Linked DNA regions of Mus musculus: region 2 is linked to region 1. A link is a contact called in public promoter capture Hi-C data. All regions are on one chromosome and are shown on one strand. Each heading gives the region's core, a stretch centred on a gene start, on an enhancer-like site or on the middle of the called end of the contact. The rest is flanking DNA. Distances are from core to core; before and after follow the strand shown.

Region 1 (7,444 bases), core at 345-2,844:
GTATCGCTGTGATACCATCTCCTTTGGGATACACACACACACACACACACACACCTAACGAAGAGTCACAGGTGACTAGGAAATCTTTCATTGGTCCTTTAGGTGGTCCATAGAGTGAGATCTACTTCCTGTGAAGGAGATTCTTAAAAATGGAGAGGTCCAGAGGAGGGATTCAAGAGAGGGGACTCAGAGGGGCTAAGGCTGGTAGGCATTGGTTAAGAGAAGCTCATTGGTTGGGATAGCTGACCCATGGTGACCAATGCCACTTTTCCACCAGTGTGAGGGACAGGCCTCGTCTTAGCTTTATCCATAAGCCCATCTTGCTGGGCTTCATGGCAGGTACCTTCCACAGTGGCATAGGGTCCTGTGTGACTGGGACCTGGCTGAGGTCATCCCCCAGCCCCGTGACTAACCTTATACACAAACAGACTTTACTATCTAGGTAGAAGACAATGTGCCTGACAGGCCGGAATGCTGGGCGGCTGCTGGAGCTGAGCCCCAGAGACTTAGCAAGTTGAAGCTGTTCTTCTAGACCCATCAGTCATATGGCCTTGCCCATTCTGTATCTCAAGTTCTGAGTAAAGGTCACATTTTCACCTGAGGTTAATCTGGAGGCAGGAGGATTGCTGTGAGCACAGGAGGTGACAGTTGGGCATGAGGATTCGGGCTTTCACTTCTAGAAGCCACAACATCCCTGAGGGAGCAGGCTCTGCCCTCAACCTCATCATATCTGGATGTAGAAAAAGGAGACAACACTGAGGGTCTCTCAGGTTCCTGGGAAGGGGAGCCTGCCCCATGATCACAGCACAAGGAAGAAAAGATCTCAGGGTGCGGGCGGGCGGGCCACATGCGGTGATGTCATAGCAGCAATCCAGACTCATGGCGCAGATGAAGAAACAAGCTTGGAAGGATGTCTGCAGTACCTCTGGAGAAAAGGAGGCACACTGGTGTGAACTGGGCTTCTTTACCATCTTAGCAGGTTTGGCCCCCCAGAGAAGACCCTGCAACGCTCAGGGGAAGAGTTTCAGAGTGTTCGTAGAAGGTCCAGCTAGTCAGATATGCGTTTGTGACCAACAGTGAAAAAAGAAAACAAGAGACATTGGGTCAGAACTTAGAGAATCTGGAGAAGGATGGTTCTGTTGCTAGGATTCTCAGTGTTGGCTCATCAGCAATGGCAGGAGTGTGGTATTAACAGCAGGAAACTGGGTATGTGGCATATGGGAGCTTTCTGTACTGTCTTTGCTGCAAATCTAGACCTAGTCTCAAAGAAAAGCTTATTTTAAAATGATGTCTTTATTAGCAAGACCAAGCAGAATCTGCCCAGCCTCTGTCCAGGGAAGGTTTTGCCCCCAGCTCAGGTAGTCTGTGACCATTGCCTCCTGAGTCCTCTATACCTCTCGGGGGAGCACTGATCCCAGCCTCAAGTACCCTGAAGTGCTATCCTTGGTGGTGAGAGACCTGGTGGGTTGAATCCATATGTCTGCCTTGCTGGGTTCCATGTCAGATGCCTTTCACGCTGCTGTCAGTCCCTGTGTGTCTGGAACCTGGCTGAGGACAGTCCCGTTATGCGCAGACAGCAAATGCATGACCACAACTTCCCCTGAGCTCCTGGGAGGTCCAGGGCTTGAGGGTGGGCTGTGTGGGTGTGGCTGTGTCTTAGACTTCTGGCCTCACTGGCTTCACTCCATTTCTTTAGCACAAAGCAGAGAGGGATGATGTCCGAAGATCAGAAAGGCTGAGTTCAACCCTCCCTGGGCCCAGCTGGAGCCCTGCCTGGACTTGATGCTCTAGGTGGGGGCTTCCCTCAATAGTGTAGCTACCCCTCTAACTCCCTCACAGGTGTGGGCAAGCCATGTAGGCAGCAGGACTTATCCAGTTATGCTGACCCAACGAGAGCCCAGATAGGGCCCCATCTACGGCAGTGGTTTCCCCTCCAGGCCCTGTTAACATCTGGGAACTTGTTTGTGAAAGTGCAGGGTGGAAGGGCAGGGAGGCTGCTGAGTTCCTGAATTGCTGTATGATGAACCTCGGGGATTAGCCTGTTAGGTTTGGGGGGGAGGTGAGTCCCAGCCTCCAGACCTCCAGAGAGGTCCATGTAGGCCTGCTGGAGTCTCACACAGCAAGTGACAACCAGGCCTGTAATTTGGAGCCCCAAAGATGCCACAGAGGCTGGGGAGTGGGTGACCAACACATTGTTTCTCCTAGCAGAGGAACCAGAGTTTGACCTAGTCCAGGCTACACATCCACTCAGATCTCCTAGAGTTTGTAGCTTCTTGTGGTGTTTTGACAGCCCTGCCCTGCAGTGAGAGGCCCTTCCACTAGAAAGGGACAATAGTCCATCTCCAGGATCCTTCCACAAGTGAGAACCAACTGCTAGGGGATTTAGTGTAAAACACCAACCCAACCGCTAGGCCTGTGCAACCATATCTCTCTGGGTCAACTTTTCATCTTTGCTCCTGGAGCCCAGGCTCAGGTCTGTCCTGGACCTGCCTGCTGAGGTGGGACAGGCGTCTAAGATAGGTAAGAACTAGGCATGGAGCTCAGATGCTGCCTGGCTGCGCTTTGTGCTGCTGCCTCTGCTCCTGGCTTCCTTCTTTGCATGTGAACTTACAGGAAGTCTTAGATGGTCTCAGTGGAATGGTAGGCCTACCTTGGGACTGAAAAACTCCTGGCTTGGAGCAAGAGAGTTAGACATCCCTAAAGAAACACCCTGTTTCTTGGCACATCTCAGAGCTTAGGTCCCCAGACAGCCACGGGGATGGACTGAAGGATGAGAGAATCACTGTCATCACCGGAGAGGAAACTGAGGCTGGGTGATCCACTGGGAGAAGGCGACCCACCCCTCTTCCCCTGCTACTTTAGGGAGAGGGTGGGGTGCGGAGGATCCAGCAGCAATCAGAAAATCCTGCTGTAGACTTTTTCCTAGGGGCAGGAGTTGAGATGGTTAAAGGGTAGCTCATGGGGAGATGAAAGGCTGTGAGCAACATCAGGATGGGAAGATGGAGCAGAAGAGCCTCAAAGGCCCTGCTAGGCTCTCTACAGTGACTCAGAGACACATGGAGAGGGGTAGCAACTGGCTCTGTTGCCAAGTTTAGGTGTCTCTATGCAGAGCCGCTCACCCCCAAATCCTCCACATGTCAGCAGTCTGGTTCTAGAACCTGGAAGAAGGACATCAAGACCCCGGGGCCATGTCCTGAAGCCCAGGGGCCCACCTGTTCCTAAGGTAGGGCTCAGAGTCAGCCACCCACACCAGGGTGAGAATTCCTGGGTGCAATATACTTGCCCTGGCAGGGTGTGGTGTTCAAATGGACAAAGGGAAGACTTTTCTGCTGGGAACGCAGACCTTCATCCCAGCTCTCACTCTCTAGCCCACCAGGAGAGGTGGGAAGCCTTGAAGTACCAGGCTTGTGAATGGCCCATCTCCATGACAACACATGGGCACAAAGGGCTGGGCCAGTGAGCAGGCAGTGGCTGTGCAAGGGTGGGGAGAGGAGGAAAATCTTCTCTCTGGGAAGGGAGCAGGTGAAACCTGGCTGTACTCTGGCCATGCTCTGGAGGTTATAGCCCCACACTATAGAGCCCAGGATCTGAGCCAGGCACAGCACTGACCCATGGGAAGAACATAGACAGGCGGAAGAACAGGGCTGGTACTCAGTAGTACTCAGACAGCAACTCTAAATGAAGGAGACTATACATACCATCAACCACACCCGTGTCTATGCATGTGAACCAGGACAGGGGCCATGATGGTTACCTACTTGACCAGGGGTGAGGGGATGAGACCTCCCCAACCACAGGCTGGCGCAGCAATGGCACCTCGTAAGGACCTGAGTGTGGTTCCCAGCACATATTAGGCAGATCCTAATGGTCTATAGTTCCATCTCCAAGGACTCTAACACCTCTTCTGGGTCTGTTAGCACCTATGCACATGAAGTATACTAGCACTTAAGCACACACACACACACACACACACCATACATACAGCCACACACATACACATGAACACACACACTCAGGTGTACACATACATACACACTCGAAATCACAGAGCATACACACAGATAAAACTAATAATTCTAAAAAGAAGGCTCTAAGAAAAAAATCTGAAACAAGAGAGCAATATGGGGGAGAGGGATGGATCTGGGAGGAGTTAGAGGGATGAGTGGGGTGGATATAATAAATAAAAACCATTGTGTGCATACATAAAATTATCAAAAAAATTAATAAAATGTTTTTAAAGAGAGAGACTGGGAATAGCCAGACATGGACAGAAAGAGACACTTGTGCATGCAGACACGAGGGGGATGAGAGCTGGGAGGATCTGGGATGTCTGGGAATGAGAGGCTCAAGGGCAGAGATGGGCCAGCAGAGGCATGCTCGCCTCTTTATGCCACCCTAGCAACGCATACAAGGGACCTTGAGCATTGGCTGCAACGACCCTGCTGTTGTGGTGAGGCTGGAACCCACTCTTGCTTCTATTCTAAGTCTTGGCCTCACCATCCCCCCACGATCCTCTTCTCAAGGCTCACACCCTATTCTCTGAAACCCCACAATATGGGAAATATCAACTCCTGGAGCAGGTACCACATATGAGAAGGAGGTCTCACCCCAGATACAGAAGGCAGTGAGAACTGCCACCCTGGAGTAGAAATGCTATTTCAGCCTTTAAACCAATCTACTCCAGATCGGAGGGAGGGAGGGAGGGAGGGAGGGAGGGAGGGAGGGAGGGAGGGAGGGAGGGGGAGGGGGGAGGGGGGAGGGAGGGGGGAGGGAGAGAAGAGAGGGAGAGTGAGTGGAGAGAGGGAGAGCAATCCAGCACCTTTATCCACCTGCTAAACTCCCTCATCTCTATCTCCTTTCCTCAAATGTGCATGAAGTAGAACTTTGTGAGAGGGAACCAACCATACTGGCAAGTCAAAGCCAGCGCTGTACTGAGCCATTGCTTTGTTCTGTGTGTTCCGAGGAGGGGGACAGAGTGTTGGAGGTGACCCACTCTCAGGGTCCTGAGACTTGTGGAAAACTCAGTCACTGGAGCTCTGGGGACAGATAAAAGATATGGAATTCTTTCCACTCCAGGCCAGAGCTCTAGAGCCTTGGAAGTCCCCAAGCCTTTGAGGAGCCTAGAGCGGGAGCGGGAGAGCCCCAAGCATCTCAGCTCACCAGACTGCATCCTGCACTACCCCTCACCCCATGCTTGGCTTCACTGGTGTGGATGCCTCTCTTTGGTCTTTGACATACTAAGTTTTGGGATCTGAGGGCGGGCTCAGAGGATCAGGGAGGGCTGAGAGGAGGGGACCTGAAGAGGCGGGCAGCAAACAGGAAACAGCAGGAGAGAGCTACACACAGAGGGAGTTGCCAGGCAGGGCATTCAGAATTCCTTCTGTGTGGTCACTGTTCAGGAATGGTTCTGGTCTCTCTGTTCCATGAGAACCTGTCTGTTCTCTCTCTCTCTCTCTCTCTCTCTCTCTCTCTCTCTCTCTCTCTCTCTCTCTCTCCTCTCTCTCTCTCCCTCTCTCTCCCTGCCTCCTCTCTCTCACACACAAAAACACACACCACATAGATCGCCAGTGCCCGCAGCTGTGGGGTGTGAGCTCTGATAGGACCCTGGCTCCTGGAAGCTTATGTTTCCTGTTGCTCATAGTCGAAGGCTATGCCTGCCTTTGCCCTGCCCCACTCATGGCTCCCCCACCCCAACCCCCATCCCATTCACGGCCGAGGATGTCATTTTCATTTCATCTCACTTCAACTCATTCCAAAAATGAGGAAGCCATAAAGCTGGGGCCAGAGAGGTAGTCTAGCCAGCCTTCAGATTACCAGACCATGTTTCCCACAGAAACAATCAGAAACCCCCTGAATCACCAAAGGCTTCCGTGCCTTCATTGTCTGTGTGGATAGACAGTCCCCCTGTACAAGCACAGACCCAGAACTACATCTACAGGAACCTATGGGATTTCTCCATAACTGTAGTGGTATCTAGTGGTGCAAGAGCTCTGAGCTTCTTCCCCACCTCCCTGCAGCCTTCCTGCTCCAAACAGCTCCCCTTGGATGTAGGTGGTGGCTCTGTGCATAGCCCAGATAGGAAGCAGACAGGGATCCCCTGAGAGTGTCTTATACTTGAAAGAGGATACAATGTCTCCTTCCAGGACAGTGGAGACCAGGAAGCTCACCCAGCTCATGCAGGAGGAGTGGAGGGAACCACAATGAACCACCACAAACATAGCCAGGATCACCTTCTGTAAGTTACCAGAAGCCAAGCTAAGACCATAAAACCCTGGCATGCCTCCCATTGCTGCACAGGACCACTCAGACCTCACCCAGCCTGCCTGGTACACCCTGGCAGAGGGAACTGTAGACAGCCAGTGCAAGCTCTCAAATGTTGAGAAAAGGGGCCCTGAGGACTGCAGGCATTGGGGACAGGCTGGGGATGCTCTGCCCTGCTCAGCTAGATTTCTAGTTCAGCCAGCCTTTCCTCCTGTGGCCCGGGGCTGAGCCAAGCTGCAGGGAGCCAATTATCCCCAAGGCAAAACCATTGCAGATAATTGGAAAGACAGCTTTTGACTATGGAGCCAAGCTCTGGGGGTACCTCTGCTACACTGGGACCTGCAGACTTGGAGGCCCACAGAACTGCGGCTTAATTGGGGGCCCCTTGTGCCACCGTCTGTCTCGTGAGTGGTGACTTTTTCTTAGTAGTGGATTGGGGGAAGCCAGGACTTTAGAAGCGAAATCTGGGTTCTTCACCTTGTTTGCTGCTTCCCTTTTAAAAAACCACAAGGTAGTTTACCACAAGTTTACTGCAAGTGCCTAGGCCAGCCCTTCTTAGTGAAAGAAAATTTAATTCAAGGTCCATGACTCATGTGGCTTGCTAATTAGGAGGGCTTTTTGGGCCTAGGGCAAAGAACAAAGGCTGTTTATGTTAAGTCATTCCAGGAACTGGATAGCCATAAAGATAGGAGAGACCTGCAAGGATGTCCGGACTATCTCAGCTGAGTGAGTCCGGACCATCTGGCCCGGTGCCTCCCTGTCTCCAGCCCTCCTGATATGGGTTAGATGTTAACCAGATGCTCTGCTGACATAGATAAGCACCTGCCCCTCAGAATTGCGGTTACCTCGCTCTGCTTGTACAATCTGCTGATGTTTAAACTGCCCAATTATGTGTAACCGTGCCAATTCTTCCCCTGCCCCCAACTTTTTCGTATATAAACCCCTAGCTTCTGAGCCTCTTGGTTGACTCCTCTGTCTCCTGCGTGAGACACGTGTCGGCCCGGAGCTCCACCATTAAACTACCTCGTGTGTTTGCATCAAGACGGTCTCTTGTGATTCCTTGGGTGTACGCTCCATCTCGGGACTTGAGTGGGGGTCTCCCCACTGGGGTCTTTCATTAAGAGAGGAGATATTGGCACCTTGCCCTGCTAGGGTAGGGCAGTGGCTACACCACAACCCAGAC
Region 2 (6,990 bases), core at 731-3,230, 120 kb before region 1:
TTTAGTTTCTTGTTACATAGCTTGGCTAGCCTAGAACTCACTATGTAGACCAGGCTGGCCTCAAACTTAAGATCCACTTATCTCTGCCTCTCCAGTGCTGGGATTAAAGATATGTACCACCACACCCAGCTTTTTAGTTTTTGAGATGAGTTTCACTGTGTAGCCAAGGCTGGTAGTCTCCATGTCTCACTCTTCCAAGAGCTGGTATTACATGAGTCACCACACCCGGCTAATCGTACACAAATCTGAATTATTTATGGACTTCTATTTAATAACTGGGTTGTGGGTAGCTGAAAGCATGGAAAGTCAGCACCGTTGTGGGGAGTGCTGCTTTATACCTCCATCTCAGTCCCTCTGCTGTGCTGGCTGCCACTCTACATTCCTGTTTCAGGCCCTCTGCGGCTCTCCTAGGCTGTGTGTTCCAGTGGCTCCCTGCTGCCTTGCCAGCCCTATTCAGGAAGAAAGGTACCATATCACTCTGGGCTCTGGCCTCAGCAGCTACATCTGCCCCACCTAAAACTGTTTTGGACTCTCCACGACCAGTGTTTGCTATTTTCCTACAAGACTGTGGCAGTAGTGTGGCTGCCTTGGTACCCTACATATAACATGAGAGTAGACTTAATCCCAAAGGAACTCTGCAGTGGGGGAGCTGTGAGTCGTGGAGCCTCCTGTGGGCCCTAGAGGCCCTAGAGGTTCTGAGCGTTCTATGTTAGGGGCTGTAGGACAAGATTAAAGTCGGGCGAATTTAACTGAACTGTGTGCCTAATGCAGAGGGCCAGCTGGATACTTACTTACCTGAGAGCGGAAAGGAGTTTGTATCCACTCTGCTCTCCACTGTGAGGTCACATCACTGCTATCTTACCAACGCTGGAAGACCCTGAGCTACGTCTTCTGGCATGGAATGACCAACAGGACAGAAATCTGAGAGAAAATCTATCACTGTTTATGCTGTTGAAAAGCTGTTTCTACATTAAGGCACTCGACCCTGAGCTGTGGGCGAGCCAAGGAGTCCCAGGCCTACAAGCAGTGTTGTAGGGAGGAGGTGGCTGAAGGACTCTGGGTTATGGCTCTACAGAAGGAGATAGCAACAACCAAGGGAAGAAGGCTCCCACTATCTTGGTCTGGGGAGGGGTGGACGATGGAGAAGAGCCTCCGGACTGGGGGCGGCTCTGGGGGAATCGTCAGCCAGCACCCTGTTCAGGCCCTGAATAAGCTTCCAAAGTAAATGTTGCTGCCTTGTGGAGTGGCTAAGGCAAGCAGTGGGGTTTGACCATGTTCTTACTCAAAACATTAAAACTGATCTGCTAGGGGAAGCCAATGCAGATGCCTGCAGCATCCTTGGAGGGCCGGTCCACCTTAAACAGCTGCGTCCTGGCGCGGGCAGGTGGGCTTGCTCGCGGGTGGGTGGTGAGCATGCGCAGCCTTTCTAGTCAAGGCCAGAGCAGGGTTCAGTCACTTTCCCTAGGACACCAGCTTTCCGAAGGCGTTCCTAGGTCTCTTACACACGGCCTCAATCAAGCCTGCGGCCTGAGCCAGGACACAGAGGAACTCGGTGACCTAACTCTTAGTGTGTGGAGGGCTGAGAACTGGCTAAGGTTTGGATAGCCATGATACCCCTACCTTGTCATAGAAATCTCGCTCACACCCCAGTGACTGCCAGGGGACCTTCAGCCTGTCCCGGGACTGTGATTGGAGAGCATGTAGGCCCAAGAGAGCTCCCGGGTTAGGGCCTGCGGTAGCAAGGAAAAAAAAAAAAAGGAAAGAAAGGAAGAGACAGACAAGAAAGAGAAAAAGAACATGCTTTCCGTTGTCCTGTCGGTCCAGATGGGCGCTGCGCGTGCGTGGGGTGTCGGGCTACCCCGCAAAAGAGGAGTTGGCCGCCCGGCGCTCCACCCTCAGCCCGCCCCCGCCGCGGCCCTGCCGCCGGGTCCACCTTAAGGGGCGCGCTGACATCAGCGCGCCGCCGCCGCCCGTGGGGTGGGATTTCCTCCACTGCCGCTGCGGCGGATCCTGCGCCGCGTCCAGCCCGCGCGCCCGACCCCGGCCCGACCCGGCCGGCCCCGCCCGCCCGGCCCGGGGAGGGATGCGGCGGCGCGGCGCCCAGGATGCCCCGCAGCCCCGGGACGCGCCTCAAACCCGCCAAGTACATCCCGGTGGCCACGGCCGCCGCGCTGTTGGTTGGTTCCAGCACACTCTTCTTCGTATTCACGTGAGTCGGCGCCGGGTCCAGAGCCTGGTAGCAGCGGGTGGGGGTAGGGAGGTTGGGGGTGGGAGCCGAAGGGGCGCACGTGCCCCACGGGGGCGGCGGTGGGCTGGGCGGATTAGCAGGTTGCGGCGAGGGGCTGCGTCCCCGGAGCACGGACAGGTGAATGCCTGCCTCTGAGCGTTCTAGCAGGCCCTGGGTGTGGTTGCAGCCTTTCATTCCCTCGGGGCTTTGAAGGGGGACGCGTGTCACCTACAGACACCAACCTTCCTAGGGGGAGGGGGGGAGTAGGAGCTGTGAGCCCCCTCGTCGCGGCCAGCATGTAAAATCAACTTATTTCTGTGTTTCTCAGCGTAGGTGTGGCCTGCCCCACAGCCGTGACTGGCCACTACAGCCTACTCAAGGCCCTCAGCCCTCCCTGAACACAACACTGAGAGGCTTCTATCCTACACTTCTAAGTCTGGAGCACAAAAGACCTCAGAGGCTAGGCTGCCAGTCGTGGGGAGGGAGCACTCTTTGCCAGCCTGGCACTAGGCAGCCTCAATTTCTTACCCCGGGCTGGCTCATAGGTCATGGGGTTCTGAATCTCGGACCACTCGTTTCTTTCTACAATTCCAAAGCCTTGACACAACTCAGGTGACCAAAGGGATGGCCATTTGTTTCCAGGTGTGACAGCCCCAGGTGTAAGTGAGCCTGAGCCACCCTTTCCACTTTGTAGAAACATATAGCAGCCTTTGTAGGAGTCTGAATTCAGTGCCTGTTGTGGGAGGAGAGTCCTTACCTGGAGGCTGGGGTTGGGTATGTGCCACTGGCTGCAAAGAGCAAGTTTAAAAAAGGCCTGTGTGGACGGGCTTATTTCTGGCTCCAGGGAAAGTCTGTGTTCTTGTCACTCAGATGTTGTGGATTGTGGACTAAGGAAGGGCTTGGGGAGCTAAGACTGGAGGGGACATATCTTGGAAAATTCGGTCTTCCAGAGGTCTTGAGTGGGGTTCTGTTTCAGTGCAGAGAGGGTGTCACAGGGACATTTCGATGTCTTTTAACATAACTCTAAAATTAAGACATGCAATATGGGAATCAAAGTTTTAAGAGAAATTAAAATCCTCTCCCCCTGCTTTCTCTCCTCAGAGAATGTAAGTAGTTTCAGAGGATTCAGAGGACCCAGGTGGTTCCTGGAAACTTGACTCTGCCTCAAGCTTTGGTCTCTGAGGTTGCTACCGTTTTTTCTGGGCAGTGCTTCCTCTGTGTTCTTGAAGCTAGTGTTCTGGGGCTGTGCATGTGGGTGCTCTTGAGGTTTGGGGTTCTCTTTAAGGGACAGCTACTCTGACTTGAACTGGCTCTGCAGTTGGCATGACTGGGGCCCTGTTCAGTCTGTGTGCATCCTCATCTGCCCCTTGGATGAGTTCCTGAGATGTGGGTATTGCTGACCTGACACTCAGGTGGCTCTGTTCTCAGAAGAGGCTCTGCTGGACAGCTGTGCTCGTTTGGGCAGTGCCAGGGTATAGGCAGGTCTGGTGGCCAGCCTGGAGTAGGTGTCTTTTTCAAGATAGAATCCCTGTCCTCTCATTGCCTCCCTCCTGCCCTGTTTCTGGCTCCGTCCACTGACACCTCAGACACCAAGAAAAGGAAGCAGTCGCTCAGCCTACCTTTGGGGCCTAGATCGGGTCCTGAAACTTTACCTGGCGTAAGTGACCCTTAGATCTCCTCTTTGTGAGTCTGAACTGCTTCTCTCAAGGTGCGGAGGAGAATCTGGTCAGTCAAGAAGGGGAGCCCGCCGGGCGGTGGTGGCGCATGCCTTTAATCCCAGCACTTGGGAGGCAGAGGCAGGCAGATTTCTGAGCTTGAGGCCAGCCTGGTCTACAAAGTGAGTTCCAGGACAGCCAGGGCTATACAGAGAAACCCTGTCTCGAAAAACCAGAAAAAAACAAAAAAAGAAGGGGAGCCCAAGGGCTGAAGGACCAGGGGCTCCTTCCCACTCACCAAGAGAGTAATTGGCCCAGCAGACATCCAGGCTTTTCTAGAACAGACTGGGGTAGGCAGGGTGTGAGATTTGGGATGAACTCCCTGGAGGTAGGATGGGAGAGTGAGCTCCTTTCCCGGGAACCCTCCCGGCCTTGTGCTGGTTTGTGTATCTCTCTCTGTGGTACAGTGCTAAGCTGGGTTTGGTGTTAGGATGGGTCCAAAGGCTTCCTCCAGGCCAGGAGAATCCACTTTTCAAAAGGACATGTGTGGTGGAGGCTGGGGATGGCTAAACCTAGAGCTGTGTTAGGCCGTTTGGGCACCTAGAGTGTTAGAGCTGGATTCAGGAGGGCCTGAGCTCTCTGTGTGGTTAGAAGGCGTGGTGGAGCATGCCTTTAATCCCAGTAGAGGCAGAGGCAGGCGGATTTCTGAGTTGGAAGCCAGCCTGGTCTACAGAATGAGTTCCAGGACAGCCAGGATGGTATAGAGAAACCCTGTCTTGAAAAATAAAAAAAAAAAAAAAAAAAAAAAAAGAAGCCCAGACTGGGACAGTAGACAGTCTGTTTCTGGCCCCTGGTAGCCTTGGGGACTGGAGCATCATGGGAGGGAGACTAGGTTTGAAAACTGTGAGTTCTCCTGCTAGGGTGTCCTGCTCTTCTGAGCCTGTTACTCTTCCTGTCCAAATGTCTAGGGATAACATAGGTGGGTGTAGTTGCTTAGTTCTCCACAGTGCCTTGGATGTCCTTGGATGAGGGCGAGTGGTTGTTGTTGGTGGCCCTGGGTGCCCCATAGGGCAGTGATCTTAGACAGTGTTAATGAAGAACTTGATTAAAATAAAATGTCTGAGTAAAAATTTTCCATTCCACATTTGGCTTTTGGCAGATATTCTGTCCCTGAAGTCACCCCCTTACTGGGTGGTGTCTCTCTGCTGGCCTACGTGGGCCTCCAGACCTCCACTTGGGTGGGGCACATAATGATGGCTTGTGTTCTTGCCTGAGTTACTGTTGCTCAGGATGCATCTTCAGACCTTGGGTGGGCCAGACAGTAGTGGCGCATGTCTTTAATCCCAGCACTTGGGAGGCAGAGGCAGGCAGATTTTTTAATTCAAGGCCAGCCTGGTCTACAGAGCGAGTTCCAGAACAGCCAGGGTTACACAGAGAAACCCTGTCTCAAAAAAACTGAAAAAAAAAAAAAGACCTTAGGTGCTCAGAGCCCGTAGCTAGGAACACATGTGTACACTCACACACACATACCCAGTCCTCAGCAGGGCTTGAGCCAACCAGCAAAGAGTCTTTAGGAACGTAGCAGGTCGTAGCCTGCCTGCTCATTGAAGGCCAGATGCCTGTACAGGCCACCCTGCTCCAGCTGGCCCCCTGGAAGCAGTGTAGGGCTGGCCAGGTGTGTCTCATAGGCTCAGGCTGCAGAGGGTGGACTCTACAGGCAAGCACTAAAACTAAGTAGAGGGCTAAGCACACAAGTACCTAGTGCTCCTGCCTGCAACATCTCTTGGGAAAGCTGGCATGTCCTCGAATGTTCTCCTGTTTCTTTGTGTGTCCTCACACATCCTTTCAGGCTTCAGTGGTCCTTGTGTCTGCTTATGTTTGCCATGTGTGCAAGGCAATGGAAAGCACACAGAGGCTTGCCTGAGTCCCATGGTAGTAGGCAGCTGATCTGGGTTATACAAACCCGAGAGGAGGGTACCACCTGGGTGTCTTCACAAGTGTCCACATCCACATGTCTCTGGGCATGAGCAAATGTGCAGGTGTGTCTAGATGGTGTGTGGGCCCACAGTGTCTACATGCAAGTCTTCCTGTGTGTACATGTGTCTGCAGCTGTTCGTTGTTCACTCATGTGGAATAGTTGTGCTTTCATATGGTTGTGAGCTGTAAGTTTGTGCTTCTGTGCCTTTGTGTATGTGTGCCCATGTTTCTGTATGTGCCAGTATGTGCTGTGCTCCCCCACAACCCTGTCCTTGCACACAGGCTTTCTAAATGTGGACCTTATGCAGCACCCAAAGAGGACCCAGGTCAAGCCTTAGGAGCTTAGAGACAAGGACAGTGACTGGACTCGAGCTCAAAGTGTATCAGGCCCCCTGACACATAGCTGGCGCATGCGCGTACACACACACACTCCTGGCTCTGCTATGTTTATGCAGGCGGTGCTTGCTCATGTTGTACAGAGGTTGTCCAGTACCTTAATACTACTGAGGTGCCCTACCAGTGCAAACTGCCAAACATAGCTCAGGACTGCCCCCTTGCTCCTCACACATCTCACTCAGGGCAGCTGTCTAGCCCAGGTGGTCCGCTAAGGAGCTAAAGAGGCAATACAGAAATACAGGCCGCCCGGCTTGGATAACGCTCCAGTCCTGGGACTATCCCCTTTCTATACATAGGCAGTGTACTTCTGAGCCAAGCCCAACTGATGACTAGGGGGTAGCCTGGCCCCAATGCCTGTGCTCTTCAACTTCTTGTTTATGAGAAGGACAGCAGTTGTGTCCACTTCATGGCGAGGAGGAACCGGAGTCTATCCGAGCCTGGTCTTCCCATGTACACCCCCACCTGCTTCCTTCACACCTGTCTCTCCTCTTTACAGCACCCCTGCAACCCCTCACTACTTCTTGCAGGTGGCACTAGCTTTGACATTATGCTTTTGACTTTGTAGCATGAGGTCTGAATTTTCACTTTGTACTAGTGTGGAACTAACCCCTCTCATCGGACACCCAAGTCAGGCTAGAGGGCACCCCATCCCTAGAAGGCTTGACTGCTTCACTCAGAGGTCTCTCCCTACCTACCAAGTGCTTCACCGCTGGGCTGTGAGTCTCATCGTAGGGT

Evidence for each region. Promoter capture Hi-C pulls out the DNA fragments that hold promoters and counts their contacts.
Region 2: a contact with region 1 is called in a promoter capture Hi-C map of the HPC-7 cell line, with 2.9 times the contacts expected there. The contact joins the promoter of Zdhhc8 here to the enhancer-like site in region 1. A contact is called at or near these places in 7 of 39 promoter capture datasets (the HPC-7 cell line, cranial neural crest, embryonic stem cells and 3 more), 8 of 484 Hi-C or Micro-C datasets (bone marrow-derived macrophages, cerebral cortex, embryonic fibroblasts and 4 more), 15 of 115 datasets of contacts at active chromatin or transcription factors (DN3 thymocytes, the HPC-7 cell line, acute myeloid leukemia and 11 more) and 4 of 9 other capture datasets (adipose tissue, liver, macrophages and 1 more).

Annotation. Positions count from the first base shown.
Region 1 is chr16:18,110,826-18,118,269 of GRCm38.p6, reverse strand. No RefSeq gene overlaps it. Among named protein-coding and RNA genes, the nearest start is that of Rtn4r, 13 kb to the left of the region's middle. Within about 2 kb of position 1,594, at least 6 of the 459 cell types and tissues checked have an H3K27ac peak or open chromatin away from gene starts, as enhancers often do. A contact at or near this core is called in the HPC-7 cell line, where this site is marked.
Region 2 is chr16:18,230,126-18,237,115 of GRCm38.p6, reverse strand. It overlaps Zdhhc8 (zinc finger, DHHC domain containing 8), which reads left to right and starts at 1,980. Exons shown (of 11, transcript NM_172151.4): 1 at 1,980-2,209. The coding sequence starts at 2,106.